2 separate regions of the Anas platyrhynchos genome follow, and region 2 is linked to region 1. A link is a contact called in public Hi-C data. All regions are on one chromosome and are shown on one strand. The core of a region is the stretch at or near the end of the contact, and the rest is flanking DNA. Distances in the headings are between cores, read along the strand shown.

Region 1 (6,403 bases), core at 1,390-3,889:
TGAACAGGTGGTATGGTAGAAAATTTCAGTAAAATTTCTACAGCTAGTAGTCAGCTTTAAACAAAAATGTACGTTTGTTCTTCTCAGTTACCAAAGCGTTTCATGAGCCAAGGGCTAAACTTTGTCACACCACCCCATGGAAGGCAAAAGGCCAACTCGCATCTCTCCTGCACACATTTTACAAAGTACAGCAAGGATGCAGATATGATGAAAGTGTGGCAAAAACTTATGGTTCCATTTCTTAAATGGGGAAGACACATTGCAATCCACACAAGGACTGTCCCTTCCTCACATACTAGAAGGCTTGTACCTACCCCCCTATACTATATGAAGAATAAGAGAAGACGAGGGAAAATACATTTTGTCCTCTCCTAAGCATTACTTTTGAGAAAACAGAAACAAACTGGAACCCATTTTTGACTTCCTTCGTAACACAAATCCAGAGAAAAAAGAACAGAGATTCAGCGGCCAACACCAAGTTGATCAAAGGAAAATAATCAGAATACAACAGAAAATTTGTAAATTTGTATGTGAAACTGACTGTAGTAATTTGTTATTTTAGAAAAGGTTTTTCTTTTTTTTTTTTTTTTTTTTTTTTAGTATAAAGGAGGAATTGTGAACAAAATGGGCTTAGAAAATTGGTTAAAGAAATTCGACCTTGATAACATATGTGCTTGTTATAGCTCATAAACCTACGACTTTCCAGTATTATAAAGTTCTGCCTTGAAAGAATCACATCTTCATCCCTTCCTTGAAGTCTGTCAGTCTGAGAACTATGCATAAACTGTTCCAGTTCAGTACTTATTTTTTGTTTGTTTGTTTCAGTGCCATATTCTTTTAAGTTTGTTAAGCAATGCATCTTTTAGGACACTGAAAGATAGGGACATTTTGGAATTCAGCTGGAGAATGGACTACAGAAGTACCCCACCCTGGCTTTGCACAGAAAAACTGTTTCTGACGTAATCACTTTGTAAAAGCATTTATTGCTACTTTTAAGGATATGAGGGGCACACAGGCCTACCAGCAGCATCGCTGCATTTGAGTACTTCCACGCCTGAGTTAACAATTGTTGAAAAATCTACCCTGCACGTGAACAGCGCTGCTCCGTCTCTCTCTACACACACCCACAGCTTGGTTAGTCACAAAGCAGTTTAATATTCTGCAGAGAGGAGTGAAGCCGACTTCCAGTTAATTTATTCCTCCTCTACCCATTCTGGTTGAAAAAGGCCTATGGGGCCAATAAAAATAATCAGCCATTTTCTCTTGGTAACTACTTGCTGCTTCTGCCAATAAAGCTTTAATTAATACTTAAACTAAACAACTGCCCATATTATTTACCTCAAGATTTCTGTGTGAATGACAGGATGTGATTATTTGGTCAAAGGCTTTGCATTTAGGAGATTTACAAAAGCAAGGTGTTAGGTAACAATACTTCTACAAATGGATCACTTCTGATGCTATTACTTCCCAAGTCTATGCTGGGAAAAGTGAAGCAATCCAAGCAATTTTTTTGATGTTGGTTTTGAATATATCAGTAAGGTAAACTATTTCTGTGGTCATCGAAAACTAAAAAATGAATTGTAAGGTGAGAATTCAAAAATACTCATACTCTATTAAAAATAGTATATATAGCGTAGTACTCTATGGCAAAGTTTCTGGACACATTTAAAAGTAAACTGCAATTTAGCATTTCAATTCAAATTGGGTCAATAAGTACGCAGAATGTGCTGGCAGCACATAAGCATAGCAACTGTGTTATTGAAGATATGTTCTCCCATCAAGGTCATACTCAAAATTTACCGAGGTCAGTGAGAAATGCAGTGTCCTAAGTCAGGTGCTGCAGAGGCTAAAATATTTGCTCTAAGCAGACTATCTGGTATATTTTAATGAAAAAACAATTATTTATAAAATTATAATTTGGATAAAATAATGGGAATCGTATCTGTTTTTATTTAAGAAAATAAAAATCCATTCTACCTGAAAGTAGAATATTTATATTTCTGAAATATCCAGTTTCTGGATCACTTACTTTAAAACACACATTTTTTGATTTTTCTTTGATGAACAGATTGGTGTTTGGTTTTCAAAGAAAAATGTAACGCTTGCTTGTAAACACAGATCCTGCTGCAGTGAATTCTGCACACAAAACATCTCAAAATTTCCTTGTTCAGTTCGTGTGCGGCTGTTGACTAGCTTGTGTTTGTTCTCCGAGAATAACTACAGAAAAGAACAGTGAGTTCTGCCATAATGGAAACAAAACATAACACCATTCATCAGCCATATACAGCATGTGAAGGAGAGAAAAAGCAGAAACTTGGCAGCAAGCTCAGTTTTTCCAGACCTTCCTTGAAAGGGCACCTGAAATCGAGACTGACTTGACTTCAACTTCCATCACTATGATTCTGAAATTAATAAAGCTAATGTGTAGTTGTGACTGGTCATGTACAATGGCCATCATTTAAAGAAATGAGTTGCAGTGCTATGGAATTGATACCATTGCTACTATTCTAGCATATGTATTTCAAAAGCAAAACGATATGTAGTCTCAAGTAGGTTAGTGTCTCCTGATGTCCAGACTTACCTGTTAGTCTCTAATTTTAGCCTGCCCAGCTGGACACTCAGCGTCCTGTGAGCAGCCTGGGAGTCATGGGATACCGTAGAGCTGAGTGTGCTCACACCTGAGGTAGCTATTGCATCTTCCATGACAATGCAAGGCTGTTGGATAGTTTGATTCTGGGGCTGGTCGTCTTGATCTTCTTCAACTTCTATATCATCTTGATCTGCTGCATCACTTTCCGATGCAAGACTAAAATGTGGCCTCAATTCTGTTAGAAACATTAAAATTAAGGAAAAAACAGGAAAGATAAACATTAAAGCAAGAGCACACCTAAGTGACTATCTAGGGATCATCCTAAAGTTTTCAATTATTATTATGATATTAATATTGTTATTCACCCAATGTAAGGTCACACAGAGCAAAGAATACTGCATTTGATCAGAACTTGCAGTATGAATGCTGTCTGTTGTCTAGTGCAGGATTGATTGAGGACTTGCTGAATTGCATGGGAAATTTACTGCTATTCTCTTATTTTTGGTGAATGGCTACTACTACATATGGTAGTTGAGAACAGAACTACCTTACAAATATTTCTATTAATAACATGTATTTATGCCACATTACTGCATTAGACTTATGTTATAGCTATCAAGAACAGCTGTTATGTCTTTCAAATAATAACTGCAGCTGACCATGAGTTTGAAAGCTTTAGATTTGAGGATTACCTTGGAAAAAAATCTGTTTTCTGGTACTAAGGTCCATGCAGCACCACAGGTACTCTTGTTTTACTCTATTCTCAGTGGTGTGCTATTTCTCATGTGTCTGACCTTAGTTGTTTTATTAAATAAATAATCATTATTTATTATATCCAGCTATTCCTGTTGTTGCTGTTTTGGCATATTTAGCAGCCTCTCATTAGAGGAATATCATGCTTACAAAAAAAAAAAAAAAAAAAAAAAAGTATCCAAATACACAGAGGAAATAAACAGACCTCTTTCCCAGCAATGAAGGTGGCACACTTCCTCCCCCCAATTATCAGAGAGAACACTACCTATTGTGTAGTGATGTACATCCACAAAACCATGGACACAAAGCTACACGCATACTCTGTTTTCTCTTATTCTTTGTTAGAACTACCTACGAGAGTTTACCAGCTATGGCAGATGTGCACACAAGGTCTTATATTCCTACAAAATTTATTATTGCAACAACATCTGTTTGTTAATTCTAACCCTTTAATATAAATCCTCCTTCCTTCCTTCAATTGTGGCTCCTTAAAACACTCCCTTTAGTTTCCTCATCAAAACATACTTTTTTTAAAAAAATCACATTTGTTTCATAGTTTTTTGTCCTTTCCTTTCTGCTCAAGAACTAACAAGCAAATTTCTCTTCTTTTCAAAAGGGGTATTCATGCCTTGATTCTAATCATCTCTTCATAAGAGAAAGCAGATTTATTATATAGCTGTTCCATGAATATAATTTTTATCCTAGGCAAATACATCTATGTATGTTTTTAATTTTTATATCACACTACTAGGAACTGAAGTTAATTTTGCCATTGTAGAGCAAGCACCAGTAAGTGTAAGTATAGGACATCTGTTTCTTACTACTCCAAAAGTACCCCACAATTTTTAAAAGTCTTAAACCCAGAGACTAATCTTCACATCATCCATGGAAGAAAAACCACAAAGAAGAGATCAGACAAGCAAGGGGAAGCAGTCAGAAGTATGGTAATACAATTAGGGAAGAGGTGGATGATCGTCACCTGAAAGCTACTGGGGCACTGGGAATTTTAAGATTGACCTGATACCAATAATGCTGATACTTGGCTGCATGGGGATAAGAGCTCAGCAAGGAGAAATTCTGCAGTGCTCCTATTATACAGCAAAAAAGTACATGTTTTATATGATATTCGGTGTTCTAATCAAAAGCAAGATTTTCCCTAATGACTTAAAAGTCTCACAGAAACCCTTTATGCTTCGCTGGTTGTACTGGGAATATGGAAAATAAGCAGAACAGGAAGAGCTGTAACTTATGTTGGAATCTATAGATTCCCTTGTTGACAATTTCAGTCTTTAACCCATTGCAGAAAACAGAAACTGAAGTATTTTTGACTCCAGACTTAGAGCATTAAACCACAGATTTGAAAATTTCACCACTAATTCCAGTGCTAGGGAATAAAAATCACAACATTAGAAATTAAGATGCAGCAAAGAAATGAACTCTGCAAATAGGCAAACAATAACAGAATGGTTTACATTTCTTCTATACAGAATTCTCCCCTCAGCTAACCTCATTCTACCTCAACAAAATTCAAAATACAATATTCAGTCTACAGGTTTTGATCTATTATTTTCTTTAGACAACTTCTGATGAGGAGACAGAGAGATTTTTGAGTATTTAAAATAGCATGCCCTTAACCTGCGCTTTGTAAAACACCTTCTGAAAAGTGGTATGTGCTGGGCAAGTTGTCCATCCTTCGGATTTCAAGAGGCAGTACTGTGCTACTGTGCACCTAAATAAAATAAGGCCCCAGAGTACCTTTGTCTGCTGCTGCTCACTGGGTTGCAGAACTGTTTAGAGGACACATCTTGGAAAGGATAACTTTCCAAAATAACTTGGACAACATGCTTATCAGTGTTTAAGTTGCAAAACAGATGGTGAACAGGAAAATCTCACTGCTGGTTTCAAATTCTTAAGTGAAGCATCATAATTGCAGCTTTAAAGCACATTTAAGGAGATAGGTAATTCATACTTGCCGAGTAGTAAGAAACAACTCACCTGGGACCAGAATGGTAATAGCTGTCTGCACGGCTTTTCTAATTATGCTGTCCAATGCAAACATCCAATGTGGCTTGATGTTATGATTTCGGAGAACTTTATTTACCTAGAAACAGAGAATTCAATTCAGAGATTACATTCTCAACAATCTGAAACTGTAATTTACATCAGAACTGTGTAAAGTGTTTGAACTTAAAGATGCTGTATCAAACAGCTGATTTAAACTATTTCGTGTTTACATTAAATGCAGAAAATGTTCATAAAATAGTGGATGTTAGCAATGCTGTATGTCAGACAATATTTTGCGCTTTTTTTTTTTTCCTAAATAAAATACCAGTTCCTGTGTTAGGTGATTTTTGATGACTAATACCAAAGTTTATTTAACCTTCGCAGTCATGGACTGAAACTGTAAAAAAAATTCAAGTCCATGACAAAGACCAAGGACCATATTATGAAAGTCTCACAGCTTAAGCTAATTAACCTTGTTACTTTTTCGTTATGGTTTTCACTGTTCACTCTGAGCAATACTTCACTATTTTAAAGGATAATTGTAGGAAATACCAAAGAACAAATGTAATGCTTTTCCCCCTTGATTCAGAAAATAATTTAGATAACCAGGGGATTTCATTTCTATGTTGTGCCATTACCTCTTTCCTTCTATTTTTAACTTCATCTGATGAGATAGGTATCTACACTGGGTTGCTCCTAATCCTCTACAGACCTGCTTTCAAACCATGTTTAGCCATATTCCTGAGTGCCCCTATGGATACTCCATGTTAGACATGGAGTATGGATACTCCAGATAATTTCCAACTCCCCCGTGACAGGGAAGAAGCAAGTGGGGTGACAGCTCTACGATGAAATACCCAGTCAGAGCATCCAGCAATAACACATAACAGCTTAATGCTGTTTTTCAGGCATGGAAGCTGTCAAAAGCACAGATCTGCATGAGTAGAACTCCACAAGTTACAGGAAGAGACAAATCAAATGGGATTTAGAAAGCAATGAAGCTATTCAAAGCCTTATTGAAAAAACAGTAGCAACTACAGTTTGTTTAAAAAAAAG
Region 2 (6,403 bases), core at 1,116-3,615, 97 kb before region 1:
CTGATGTTCCTTTACTCTCCTCTGTCCTCTCTTCAGTGACCTTTTCATCTGCCTTTTCTGGTCTTTTCTTCTCACTCTCAGGTTTGACCTCCTTTTTGACAGGCCGGATATTGCCAGGAGAAGGAGGACGTGCCTGAGCAGAGGACACTTTGGAGGAACCAGGTGAAGTTACCTGCTTGGGTGTGCCAGGCAAAGAAGGCAAAGACTTTGATGCATGCCTGTGTAACCACAAAGAGTGACAATCACTATGAGACACGCTCTGCTGGACACCACCTACATATCACCTCTACAAGTGCAATAGCTAAATACAGAACAACCTCTCTATTTCTCTGCTATCAAGCAGAACTCCTGGAGCAAGCGATTAGCTTTCATGCAAAATGCTTCTCTTTGCAACTCTCCAGAAGTGTGAGCACTGACCCAGCCAAGAGGGAAGAAAGCAAGTACATTCTTCATTTTACCCCATTCTTAAAGCAACATCAATTTCTTTTTCTAAAAGCAGTACCATCTTTCTTCTGTTGCAGAGAGAAAAAATCTATACCACCAAATAAGTTTGCATTGATTTTCCGGTGGAGACTAACATGTAATTAATACAACAATTAGAGCTGCCTATAGCTCAACCTCCAGCTAAGCATGTACTTGGCTTACCAAACTGGAGAGGGAGCTGGTGATCTAGTTTTGGGGTTGGAAGAAAAATGACCTCCTTTAAAGCTGGCTGAGAAGGTAGATGACAAATGGTCTCTCTCCTTTTCTTTTTTGTCAGTCTATAGTTCAGCAAACAAAAAGACAAAGTCAAGCCAGAGTTCACATGGCTAAAGAAAGCAAAGCAAACTCAGTTAAGGATGAGGGGTTAGGGGGCTGAGAAAAAGTAGTGCTGAGTCAGAAGTTTCTACAGCCTGTTTGACAAGTTCATTAATAAGCTTCCATAGTCTGACGCTGTCTGTCAGTAAATATGCAATCGACAACAAGAATCCTTCTTAATTATGCACTCTACTGTCTTTACACATAAGGCACTAATTTTTACAGAGGCAAAAAGTTACCTTCTAAATTTTGATCTATGCTGTTTGCCACACAGTGTCTTCCTCTGCTTCTTAAGTCTTATTTGTCATAAAGACCGGATTTCAAAAAAAAAAACAAACAAAAAACAAACCACTCCCCAGACTCCCACTTAGTTGCAGTCCCTATACAGCACAGGCTTTTTGTTTTCATGGTTATGCATCAACACCACAGATGCCCTGCAGCCCTGAAATATGGTACAACAGTTATCCTATTCTCTTTTTTCTTGGATGATTTGCCAGCACCTTTTTTTTTTTTTTTTCCCATTGGTTTTTATGTATCGTAGTGATTTCATCATTTTCATTCCTTATTTTTTATCTCATGATGAGAACTACGAAAGATCGTAGTTCGATGTTTAAAAACAAATAAACATGTTTGGAGTTGCAGCATGCAGCACTAGTTAAGAGCTCTGTAACAATTCTCTCTCCTGAAATGAAAATCAGTTTAACAACTGCAAAAGAATGACGGAAAACAACTTCATGAGCACATAAACCTTTGGTTTATTTTCATAAGTCCAAGAGTGTTTTTTTTCGTTTGTTTGTTTGTTTTTTATGTTATGGATACAATTAGTTATTTTAAATTGCCAGAAACATCACTTAATATTAGCAACAGGTGGTCCTTCAATCCAGAAGTTGTTACTTGAGAGTAATTAGCCAGCTATTTGCCAATATCATTTACTAGAGTTGTACTGATTAATATGATGATAATCACCCAAGTCATCTGAGCGTACAGAGCCAGAATAAATGAATTAAAATGAAAAATAATTTTGACTCACTAGCAAAAACTGTCTAAATAGGATCTACCTCATTGGTCCCGAAAACACAGCATCAGCAGATTTATTCTCAATAAAGCCAAAAACCTGAATTCCTACATAAGTTTACCGATAAAATAAAAGGTTCTCCATAACATGCAAGCTACTGAAAATAGCTCTTAACTCTGTCATTCGGTATTAACGTTATTCTTACATCATCTCCTTCACCAAAACATATCAAACTTCCTTCTTTTTAATTTAAAAACAAAACGATGAGAAAGACCTGAGAGGTGCCAAACTGATAGCCCTGGAGCTTACAATGTTCTCTTCACATAGTGTGAGGTTTCTCTACACATATACCCCAAAGCTATGCCTCAGCCTTGACTTCAATAGACTGTCATCTGCCTCAAAGATTAATACTGGCTATGATTCATGCTACTTTCATCTAACACTGCTTCCAACAAAGATATTAATAGCAGCACTGCCTCCTGCTGTTTTGCCCATCAGACCAAATGAAAACAGAAGCTCTGCTTACACAAATCATTTGCAGAGATGACTTCACACTTATCATACTCTAAAACTCAGGCTGCAGAGTACAAGAAAAATTATAACTACCTAGGTTCAGAAAATGGTATTTTAAATGAAACTGACTGCATCCTGTTGGCTTGGAGTGCAGTCAATATGAATTTGGTCTGCCTGTATAACAGGTGAAAACAGGTGGCTGGGGAAAAGATTCCTGTCCGGGGAAAGTTGCAACACCACCTTGGGTCTTAAAATCAGAGAATCCACAAGTGAAAAGGACAACTCTGCGTGGCAGCCTCTGTGCCTCATCAGAAGCTGAGGTACCTGCTCTACAAACATGGGTGTTTTTTCCAAGCAGATTCTTTAGTGTGTTATCAGGCTATGTCACCAGATAATGTAATATACACAGTTAAAATCCAACCAACAATGGAACAAACTGGGGGCTGTGGGGGCCTGCAGAGTTGAGTATCAGATTCATAACTATTCCTATTCCAGCAAGCAATTCAATCAGGTGGTTACGGCTTGAGACACCAACTTACATACAACCGGCATGCTTACCCCTGCAAGATGTGGTGTCCTCCTGCGTCCAATAGCATCAGTAGAGGCAAAAAGTTTTGCTCGGTCTGCTGCATTCCTACAGCTCATGCTCTTGTAGGACAGAGGGCTGATGGGGCTGCAAGATGCTGAACGGGGACAAATGGGGATAACTACGGTGTTGGTTGTTTTTGTTAATTATTAATTTTAATTAGAGAGCAGCAGTGGAGAATTGACAGAGGAAAGCCAGCAGGAAAAGAAACAATAGAGAAAGAGAAAAGAAAGAAGGTATTAATAAATAGAGGAATGACTAATTCTCAAATCAGAACCATAACTTGATACCTTAGCTTAGCCATGTGTATAGTAATGACACAATTCTAGTATGTACTCATGTACTTTTCCATTTGTAAACCAATAATATCTTTTAAATAAATTAAGATGTATGTCACATAACTGGGTAGTGGAAAATATTTTTCTGTTACGCTTTTACACAGCTGGTTGTTCTGAAAAAGCATTGGACAAAACAGCCTGTCTGAAATTGATTAGCTTAGTATATGCATTGACATGAATTTCAACTACATTGGGAATAAAAAACAATCAAACTAAAATTGAATTCCTATTAATTGGCCTTGGAAGTAGAGGAAAATAAAAGGAGACACACAAAGATCAAAACACACTAAGAGAAAACAGTTTCATCTGGGAAATCAGTGATATTGATTGTTTTCTACAAGTTTTAACAAGCGATGTGTTTTTTTAAAAAATCCCTTTTAAAGAATATCTGAAGCCTAGAAAAGAACTTTTAATATTTCTTGATAATGGTACAATAACAGCCATCTTGAACACATTCTTGACAGCAAAGTACTTTACATGTTACAAAAAGCAGACCGAAGACAATAAATCAGCTTGGAAATAAATACTTGAAAGAATAACCAGGAAGGCAGTTTTCTTTGGTTTGCACAAGGACAAAGACTATTACCAATAGATCTCTTGCCAATGGCAAATTATTAGGTGTATGGTGTTCTGATGGCAGTCTCAAAGAGAAATGTGACACTGCAAGATGCATCATTGGAAACTTGCAGTGAGGTATTCTCAGACTTTTTCTTGATTTACCTGAAAATTATATTACCGCTGCAGAGTTTTATTTGTCTGTTTCTGATTGTCTCTCTCCTGGTCATTTAGTATAGTCTTAGCATAATTATTATTCGGAACATTACTTGAAGGAAAAGAGTAGAGCTTCTATAGGATAGCTTCTCTACCCCTTAAAAAGAAATAATTAAAAAATGACATCCTCATTTTCCTAAATAGAAAACATTTCTTGCCTTTAGATCCCTCTGAGCACACTTGAAAGAACACACAGTTCTACACAGTTATTTCTTCCAGTCTTACTGCAGTACAGCTGCTGTTACAGCTCACGGACTTAACAGTACTTCATGGACTTAACAGTCCTAACTCTGCAAATTCTCCCACACTGAGAGATTAACGTTATGAATAAAGGAAGTCTCATGTAAATGTTATAAAGGGCACTCATGCTTGCCTTATTTATAGGGATTTACGTTTAATGAGGTATTAAAAGGTGACTGACTTGTAAAAATTGAAAAACAAGAAAACACCTTTTTTTTTTTTTTTTTTCAGTTGAGCATATCTAACCAGACAGGAGGCAGTGGCAAAACATATACTTAAACAGCTTATAATTTATGCATTTTTCACCCTCTGTGAATCAATTCTGTTGCTGCACGCTGATTATCTGAAGTTACCACAGAGGATGACATCATAAATGCTGAAAGACAAGCAGTACATTTTCATTTGCAAGGTTGCCAAACAATGCTATATGAGACACTCCCAGTGAATCAGGATATACCAACAGGATTACATACAGAGAGGAGCTTTTGGAGAGTTATTTAAAAAAACATTTTGGTTTTGGAGTTTTGTTTAAAAAAAAAAGATCCAGATGTACTCTTATGCTGGATGTCCCTAATAGTTCACTTAACTTCATTTTTAAGGCTATGAATCCACATTTAATTTGATTTTGATTTTTTTTTTCACTGTAATTCATCTTTACAGCCAAAGGGCAGGGTAATTTTCTAGGGCATAATGATAGGCTGGGACGAGTGGAGTGCTCAGAGCACAGCTGTGAGCCATTACCACCACCTGATCATTAATCTCCAGGAAGTGTCCTGCATGAAGGAACTGCAATTATTGCTCCTAGAGAATAATACCTGGAAAACAATGAAAAGATGGATTATTTTTCCGGGTGGTACAGTTCCAGTTAGTGTAGACAAGGCATTTCTGGGGAGTTACCTCAAAGTGATGACTGTGCTATTTGCAATCTTTCTCAATATTCTGTTCAGTTTAGAGCTTATTGTTCAGTATAAAACAATAGCAGTCACAGAAAAGTCTTCATACTTGTTTCAGTTAAGTAACCACTAACAAAATCAAGACACTTTCCTCAGCTATTCTCTAGTGAAGAGATGAATTTCCAATATCCTGCTTGGTAGATGACGTTAAATTTTCATTTTAGAAGCTGTTCCTTTAAAAGACATGCAGCTCTAAAAGAAATTTCTGCTTGTTAATTCCACTGTTTGAAGAATATCATCCACATTTTTACTCCTCCAGCGCTACCCCCAATGGAAACGTACTGCAGCCTAATTAGTGATAAGAGTTCTTAAGTGAAAGCTTCTTTAAAAGTAATCTTAGCAGATCTCTATTCCCTCTTACCTTCTATGCCCTTTAATTAAAATAAAGATCTACCCATATTAAACAGGAAAGACTTGCCTAGACTTAAACATTCAGCATGTGCAGCAGCGTACTCCTGCTATGGTAAAATCCCTAGTGCGTGATCATAAAACAACCTGTGATAAGAAAAAAGGCAGTTGTCATGTGCCTAAAATACATACTAAACCAGTATGTCCTGGTTGTCTTTGAAATACAGTTTTGCCTGGGCCTTAAGTTATCACCTTGCAGTATTTACATATTTTTGTGTGCTAATTTTCCTCTCGGTGGCATATCAAAGAGCTGTTCTGGGATTGGCACAGAACTTTACAATTACTGAAACCTCACTAAACCTGCACATTTAGCTTTACATATGTTGGACTCTACAAGTCCAACATATTCCCTGTAGGAAGTGCCCTGCTGCAGAAGGCAACTTCTTTGCAGAAAGCAGCTCACAGCATTGGCAGTGGGTGTGCTGAAACCGCTCTTTACAGCACTGCAAGCATGCTTAAACAGCCACTGACAGCATGACACTGTTGCCCTGTGTGTGTTATATTATTCTGTTACACTGATGAAGAAGTAAAAGATAAATTAAGAGAGAGCTGGGGGGAGAAAGAGAAGGAGGCATAGCAAACAAGAAAGTGTAGCAGAAGTTTTCATGCTGTCACGCCATCTAGTCCAGGTTTTTCAAGCTCATTCTGGGATGCTACCATACACGCTTGATTAGACAGGTTACTTTACAGCATCCCACAGGGAACCTGGAAAAGTAAGTGGCTGAGACATGAAGTCTCTGCTCTTGGAAGTTTACCTGCATCTCCAGACAAAGCAGCTGTG

Evidence for each region. Hi-C and Micro-C count contacts between places; a contact is called where the count stands out from the background.
Region 2: a Hi-C map of skeletal muscle shows a contact between it and region 1, with 4 times the contacts expected there. The contact joins two enhancer-like sites. A contact is called at or near these places in 3 of 8 Hi-C or Micro-C datasets (F1 follicle, liver and skeletal muscle).

The regions. Positions count from the first base shown.
Region 1 is chr3:60,634,622-60,641,024 of IASCAAS_PekinDuck_T2T, reverse strand. It overlaps MAP3K5 (mitogen-activated protein kinase kinase kinase 5), which reads right to left. Exons shown (of 30, transcript XM_027454464.3): 25 at 5,339-5,444; 26 at 2,582-2,825. Among named protein-coding and RNA genes, the nearest start is that of MAP7, 9.1 kb to the left of the region's middle. Within about 2 kb of position 2,639, at least 1 of the 8 cell types and tissues checked has an H3K27ac peak or open chromatin away from gene starts, as enhancers often do.
Region 2 is chr3:60,731,288-60,737,690 of IASCAAS_PekinDuck_T2T, reverse strand. It overlaps MAP7 (microtubule associated protein 7), which reads right to left. Exons shown (of 18, transcript XM_027454472.3): 7 at 6,378-6,403; 8 at 2,885-3,033; 9 at 646-761; 10 at 1-218. Among named protein-coding and RNA genes, the nearest start is that of BCLAF1, 55 kb to the left of the region's middle. Within about 2 kb of position 2,365, at least 1 of the 8 cell types and tissues checked has an H3K27ac peak or open chromatin away from gene starts, as enhancers often do.